Linked DNA regions of Callithrix jacchus: region 1 is linked to region 2. The links are chromatin contacts, called in public Hi-C maps. All regions are on one chromosome and are shown on one strand. Each heading gives the region's core, a stretch centred on a gene start, on an enhancer-like site or on the middle of the called end of the contact. The rest is flanking DNA. Distances are from core to core; before and after follow the strand shown. Region 1 overlaps GNG12 (G protein subunit gamma 12). Region 2 holds the start of GADD45A (growth arrest and DNA damage inducible alpha).

The links. A called contact is a pair of places that touch in the nucleus more often than the background predicts.
Region 1: a contact with region 2 is called in a Hi-C map of skeletal muscle, with 2.4 times the contacts expected there. The contact joins the enhancer-like site here to the promoter of GADD45A in region 2. A contact is called at or near these places in 2 of 3 Hi-C or Micro-C datasets (both in skeletal muscle).

What each region holds. Positions count from the first base shown.
Region 1 is chr7:104,994,683-104,998,059 of calJac240_pri, forward strand. The region is part of intron 2 of GNG12 (G protein subunit gamma 12); the gene reads right to left. Among named protein-coding and RNA genes, the nearest start is that of GNG12, 67 kb to the right of the region's middle. Within about 2 kb of position 1,764, at least 5 of the 16 cell types and tissues checked have an H3K27ac peak or open chromatin away from gene starts, as enhancers often do. A contact at or near this core is called in skeletal muscle, where this site is marked.
Region 2 is chr7:104,913,614-104,917,152 of calJac240_pri, forward strand. GADD45A (growth arrest and DNA damage inducible alpha) reads left to right here and starts at 1,339. Exons shown (of 4, transcript XM_002750938.5): 1 at 1,339-1,674; 2 at 2,130-2,231; 3 at 2,469-2,706. The coding sequence starts at 1,631.

The DNA.
Region 1 (3,377 bases), core at 514-3,013, 81 kb after region 2:
GCAGAAGTTGCAGCTCCCCAGGCCCCAAATCACCTATGGACTTCATCAGAGTAAGTCAAGTAGTAAGAATAGGGAGGAATCCTCCAGGAACTAGACCTGGGAAAAATACATCCCTCTTTCTCCAAATAAAGCCTGTTTGGTACTTCAGGCAATTGGTTTCCATGCATTTGGGTCAAAAAGCAACAGATTATATTGTCAAAAATTATTTCCTTGCATAAAAACTGCATGAAATGAAAAATCAGACAAAATATATAAGAATATATAAAAATCAAAGTAGACCGAATATATAAGAATGTTATCAACATTAGAAACTCCTATCAAATATTGAAAAAAATAACTCATAATAATCTATAAAATGTATGTACACTTTTCTTTCCACATCCTTCTGAGGGAAACAGCCTCCAGTAGGCAATTAATCTGATACATGGGTAACGATTTCTTAACAATGCCACGCTCTCCAATACTGAAGTACAGCTCAGTGTTTCTAAGGGCAGAGAAAGAAAAAAAACAACACTAAAATCCTTACTAATACAAACGCTATGATTGTATCCTGCACTTGGGGGATGAAAATCTAGAACAATGAAGATGATAAACATATTTACCCAGAGATAAAGAGAGTAGATGAGATTCTTATGATAAAGGCTTTGTTTACAAGGGACACATTAGAAGCTAAATAACTGGGTCAGATTTGGTAATTAAAAGCAGCTGAACAATCAAAAATGGCTTAATAAAAATGTCAGAATAAGATCATATTTTATCGGAAGATGAAATATAAAGTTTATTATATATTTCAACCATTATCCTTCTGCCTGTTTTGCATTTTTCTTTTAAAAATACACAAAAAGTATAGGAAATAGTAGTGAAATAACTACTACCTAGTTAACCTGTGACTGAATCTGGCAGTTGATCGTAGCAAGTGTAACTGAAATGAGGCAAATGAACTAGCAGGACCAAATAAAAAACATTTCAATGTGGGTGACACAGCTAAAGTCTATACTTTAGAATCTCTAATACACATCCAGGGGTTGAAAATTCCTGCTTACTAGCGGGCTTTACGTCTGCGCAACCCCAAGGAGTGAAAAGAAAATCAAGACTAACAATGATTTGTTGTAGTTACCAGTAGTGGTGGAAATCTGGCCCAAGAAAGTCCACTATAAATTTAACAGTTGTGAACTTTACTCTTTAGAGCTATAAGAGTATTCAACCCCAAGTTTACAATAAATATCTCAAGGCAAAAACTCAAACAAAACAAAGCATGAGCATGCGTGCATACACACACACACACACGCACGCACGCACGCACGCACACACACACACACACACCCCTTATAGACAAGCCCTTTTCACCTTCCCACCTAATTACAGGCTGACAATCTTTCCAGATTATCAATCAGAAGGGCTCATTTTAAACAATTCTCTGGTCCTCCTCCAGGGGGCGAAGTTGGCTCGCATTTTCCTGAAAGGGGAAATTATTTTCAAACCCTGATTCTCATACAGTGCTAGAAAGATATTCATGTACAAAGGGGCCTTTCCCTGCTCCTGTTTCTTCTCAATACATTCCACTTGGGCTGATGAGCAAAGCAGCCCAGCCCTTCGGTGCAGGGAGAGGGAGGAAACAGGACTACGGCTGAGCATGAGCAGGGCTTAATCAGCACAGCCCTGAAGGTTGGGGAAATTCTGAAGCCTCACACGGGGCTCCCTCCTACCCTGTCTCCTCTGCAGGGCCTCCCTCTGAGAAACCACAAAGCCACTGGAGGTCTGAGTGCCTGCCCTGCCTTCCTGCACGAATGGGGGCCCTTTTCACCCCGAGGCGGATGGCATCTGGTGGCCAGGAAGGTGACTGGACAGCAGTTCCTTGCTGGGCCTTGCTTCCCCCTCACAGAAAGGGTTAGGTGTTTCCCTGAGGGAACACAGATCTAGCTACAGAAGGGGCACACAGGGGCAATGCCTATTCCCAAGGGAAAATCAGATGTGAGTTTCAGTGCCTTGATGACCACACAACAGGACAGAAGGCACAGAGAGTATGTCCCTGGCCCATGGATAGATCCAGTTTTTGTGGGTTCTAAGCCCTATACAATTTTGGGGGTCCTCTTTAAAAAAAGGATACAAAATTAGGAACCACATTAGCTACAGGGCATGGGAGCGGAGTGTTGCCAGTGAAAGATCCTGAAACTCAAGGCTCTTCACTGCCAGGCCAAGCAGTTATAGTGTTCAGCCTGCCACCACTGGTCCCTCCCCTGCAATAAAACCCCATGTCTCATGTGCTGGCTCTGGGTCTCTTCCTGGCCTCTTGAAACTGGTGCTGTCTCTAATGAGGCTGATACGGGTTCAGCAGAGGGACTGAGCTCCACCTACTTAGGACTGCCCATTGCCTGGAGACAGATACCAGGGTGGAGTTATTGAAAGAAACACTAGCCCTGCCCAAAGGGAACAAACTCCTCTGCCCAGCCAGCTCTCCACACCTATCCGACCAAGCCTGTCACCAGTTTGGGTCACCTCATCAGTTCAGACTCCACCTTCTCCTCCTTCTCTACCCCTGGGAGGGTTATGCACCCCCAACTTCCAGACCTCCTTGGGCTGCAAAAAGGTGCAAACTATACTAGTCTTTACTGAAAGACAGCAAAATAAAGTGATCTGAATCAAGAGGATTTAGCTAAACACAGTTTGTCTGCATATTTTTGGTCCTTGTAAAAATAATACACATTTTTCTCCTTATCTGATGGCAATATCACTTACTCAAATTTTAACAATAAAATGAGCAAGGCCTTCATAAAATGGAAAGTCGTTTAAGTTTAGTTAAGGTAGCTTGTTTTCACATGTGCTATAGTTTGGAATTTATAAGTAAACTAAATGCAAATGTTCTTCTTTTTGAACAAAACAGTAAGAACAACTTTTTACATATGAAAGTGTCTTCATAAAGGCCATTTACCACAAAAAGAACAGTGTTCTGCAAATGTGATTGAAAACCTTTTTTTGGAGACGGGCTCTTGCCACATTGCCCAGGCTGGGCTCAAACTCCTGGATTCAAGCGAATCCCTGGCCTCAGCCTACCAATTAGCTGGGGCTACAGGCACGTGCCACTGTGCCTGGCATTCGGCAAATTCTTATCTGTAAGATGGAGTGTAATGGGAAAATAACAGCCACCATTATTTGAGTCCTTACTGTGAACCACACGTAGTCTAAACATTTCACATAGACTATTTCACTTAATCACCTCAATGACCCTATGCAGTATCATCCCTATTTTATTGATGCAGACATTGAGGTTTAAGAGGTAAGTGATTTCTCCAAGGTTACAAAGGGCTTTTGTGTAGATCTGAGGCTGGGCAGGTTAAGCCTTATTCTTAGTCCCTGTGCCATGCTGCCTCTGTAGCCAA
Region 2 (3,539 bases), core at 89-2,588:
TCCCAGGTACCTTTGCAAAAAAATGACTTCTGTGACCTTTGGCTGTACAGAGACCTTAATAATGCAAGCACTGTTTTGAATACAAGCATGTGGGAGACATTTTCACCACTTTTGGTGACTTCAGTAGGCTTAAGAAATGTTTTGTATTTATTTCATAAAGCCATAAAACAAAGGAAGGGACTTCTGAACTACTCAGTGAGAATCTATGTATTGAAGTTGGTTTTTCAAAAATGTGTAACTACCATTTGCAGTTATAAAGGTCTGCTTTCCACCTACAAGTTGCCATTATCTCAAAGGTGAAATTTTAGCATATGACTAAAAACTTCCTAGAGTTACAGCTTCATGATTCAACATCTAACATCAATAATTCACAGTGAGATCATAGGCTCCCTATGGAAGCTAGTGACATACATAAGTTAGGAAAGGAGCTTAGGCATATTGAGAGCATTTTGAATTTAGACGTGCGGGCTACGTGGGTGTCAGATGGTTGTCTCTCAGCTGGTGGGCGTCCTGAAGGATCCTTGTTTGGGCAAGGCTCTTTGAGAAAGGCGAATCTGGGTTGCCAGGGATTCCCACATGTGGTCACCAGCTCCCCACGCAAACCAGCTCACGACTTCCCAGTTATACTGGGCAGGTGGGAGACCTTTCTGCTTTCCGTGGAAAAGATTCCAACTTGGTTCCCTGCCATCCCTGAATACAAACGGGTTGAGTTTTCTTTTTTGAGCTTCCAACCCTTGCAGCCTTCCAAAAATAAATCAAACCAGCCATCAGGGCACCGAAATAATACTACTACTACTAAGCAACTTCGCCTAGACTTAGATAAACAACACTTCTGAGGTAAACTTTGCCCCAAAGGTCTGGAGACACTGTTTTAATGTAACCTGCTTACTAATAATTACCAGACTTCAGTGCATTAACCCTGGAAATAGATTTTAGCAGCCACCCCTTAAAACAAAAGGCATGAAACAATAATAAGAAAAAAGTGCAGCAACTATTATAGAGAAACACTTGGCAGCCTGCTTCAGCCCAAGCTGAGGCCACCTCCCGCCTCTGCTGAAGCCCTCCACTCCAGATGGCCCCCGCCAACCGGATAAGGGAGCCTGCGGGACCCGCCAACGCTTCTCTGCACCGCGCCCACCCCAGTCACCCACTTCGGCTACCCTCCAGCGTGGCTCCTCCCTTTTCCGCTCGTCTCAACCTGACTCCAGGAGCTGGAGTCAAATTGCCGGAGCGGGCTGATTTGCATAGCCCAATGGCCAAGCTGCATGCAAATGAGGCGGAAGGTGGTTGGCTGAGGGTCGGCAGGATAACTCCGGCGAGCGGGGCCCTTTGTCCTCCAGTGGCTGGAAGGCTGTGGCTGGAAGGCAGCTGCGTAATTATAGTCGTGTGGCCATTGGCGAGGAGAGGGTCGAAGAGCTAGCGAGCTAGCAAGGCGGGAGGGGTGCCCAGAGCGGCGGCGGCGGGCACTGAGGAGGAGCCGGGGTGGGCGAGGGGCGGTCAGACAGCGCCGGGGCCTGAGCTCCCGGCGCAGCGCCTGTGAGCGAGTGCAGAAAGCAGGCGCCCGCGCGTTCGCCGTGGCCGGAGCAGTCCGCACGCCGCGCTCTCTCCGTGGGCGACCTGCAGTTGCAATATGACTTTGGAGGAATTCTCGTCTGGAGAGCAGAAGACCGAAAGGTAAGTCGGCCTGCGGACTATTCCGGCCCAAACTTCACTCACCCACCTGGGGCTCCCCGGTGCAGCCGGGCTGTGGAAGGCTTGCAGGTGAGCGAGCAGAAAAGTTTGCACGGGGCAACGCTCGCCCTTGCTCCCTCGGGACTCTCCGTGGAGCGGAAAGAGCATGCCCCCAACTCGAACTAGCCCCACCAGGGTCTTTGCAAAGGGCAGCAGTGGCCGTTCGGCTCCCGTGGCTGGCAGCCTGTGGCGGGGGCACTCTCGGGACTTCTCACGGGACGCCCCGTTCTTGGGCGTGTAGGGGTCATCGGGGATGACGGGGCCGCGGGAGCGCGGGTTTGCGGAGAGCCCAGGTGCGCGGTGGTGCTTGCATTCGAGGGGGGGGGGCGTGGTACCGAGCGAGGAGGCCGGCAACGGCATCGGGGCTGACGGGACCCCTCGCCCTTGCCCGCATGTAGGATGGATAAGGTGGGGGATGCCCTGGAGGAAGTGCTCAGCAAAGCCCTGAGTCAGCGCACGATCACTGTCGGGGTGTACGAGGCGGCCAAGCTGCTCAACGTGTAAGTGGGACCCTTGCGAGTCCCCCGTGGCACCCTTCCCCCACCAGCCCGAGAGGTCGCCTTGGCGGGGCTCCCCTTGGCCGGCCATGCCACTTCCTGTTGCTTTTCTTCTGCCCCTGTGGCTGCCTGCTCCGGTGGGGAGGGGGCGAGCGGGCCGGGCGGCGACCCCCGGGGACCCGGGCAGGGGTTGCGGGCGCCAGCGCTTCTCCGCTCACTGGCCCTGCCCGCTGCCCCCAGCGACCCGGACAACGTGGTGCTGTGCCTGCTGGCGGCGGACGAGGACGACGACAGGGATGTGGCTCTGCAGATCCACTTCACCCTGATCCAGGCGTTCTGCTGCGAGAACGACATCAACATCCTGCGCGTCAGCAACCCGGGCCGGCTGGCGGAGCTCCTGCTCTTGGAGACCGATGCGGGCCCCGCGGCCAGCGAGGGCGCCGAGCAACCCCCTGACCTGCACTGCGTGCTGGTGACGGTAAGGGACAGGGGGACTGCGGTCTGCGGGGCAGAGCCCGGAAGGACTGGAGGCCAGGGCTGGATCGCCTGATTGTGTGTGGATCTGGAGTAGGTGGGGTCAGGAGTCTAGCTGCCTTTGCCCCACCAGAGTGTGGCTGGACTTTCAGCCGAGATGTACGAGTTTCATCATCAGGATTTTCTGTGGTACAGAACATGTCTAAGCATGCTGGGGACTGCCAGCGGCGGAAGAGATCCCTGTGAGTCAGCAGTCAGCCCAGCTACTCCCTACCTACATCTGCACTGCCTCCCGTGACTAATTCCTTTAGCAGGGCAGATTAGATAAAGCCGAATGAATTCCTGGCTCACCCCTCATTAAGGAGTCAGCTTCATTCTCTGCCAGTCAGAGCTAAAAATAGAAATGGTGTAGGAGACAAACCTTGTTAATTCCCTAGAAATACTTTAAGAGGATAGAGTGGAATTTTTTTCTCTACAGTCTTGCATTTTTTTTAATGGGCCTTTTTTTTGCCTGATAAAAACCTTTGGTAGGTAGGTAAGTTATATTTTCGGGGGTAAATGTACTGCCTTTGTCTTCTAAATTTTACTCTTTTTTGACTGGTCTAGTCAAGTGACAGCCTGATTATTTTGCTACTCCTGAAAAGTACTACTCTGTCTCTTGGGAGCAGAGTTGATGGCAATTCCAGTTAACTCCTGTGCAACTCTTATCTCATTGTGCACACAGCATGGAAGTCTGTCTCCAAACTGTTTTCACTCGGGTCAGAGTAAGAAGTTTGGTAAAGCAAACCTGTGAATGATACTCTCTTGCAAAACTGAACAGATAGGCAAATATATGTA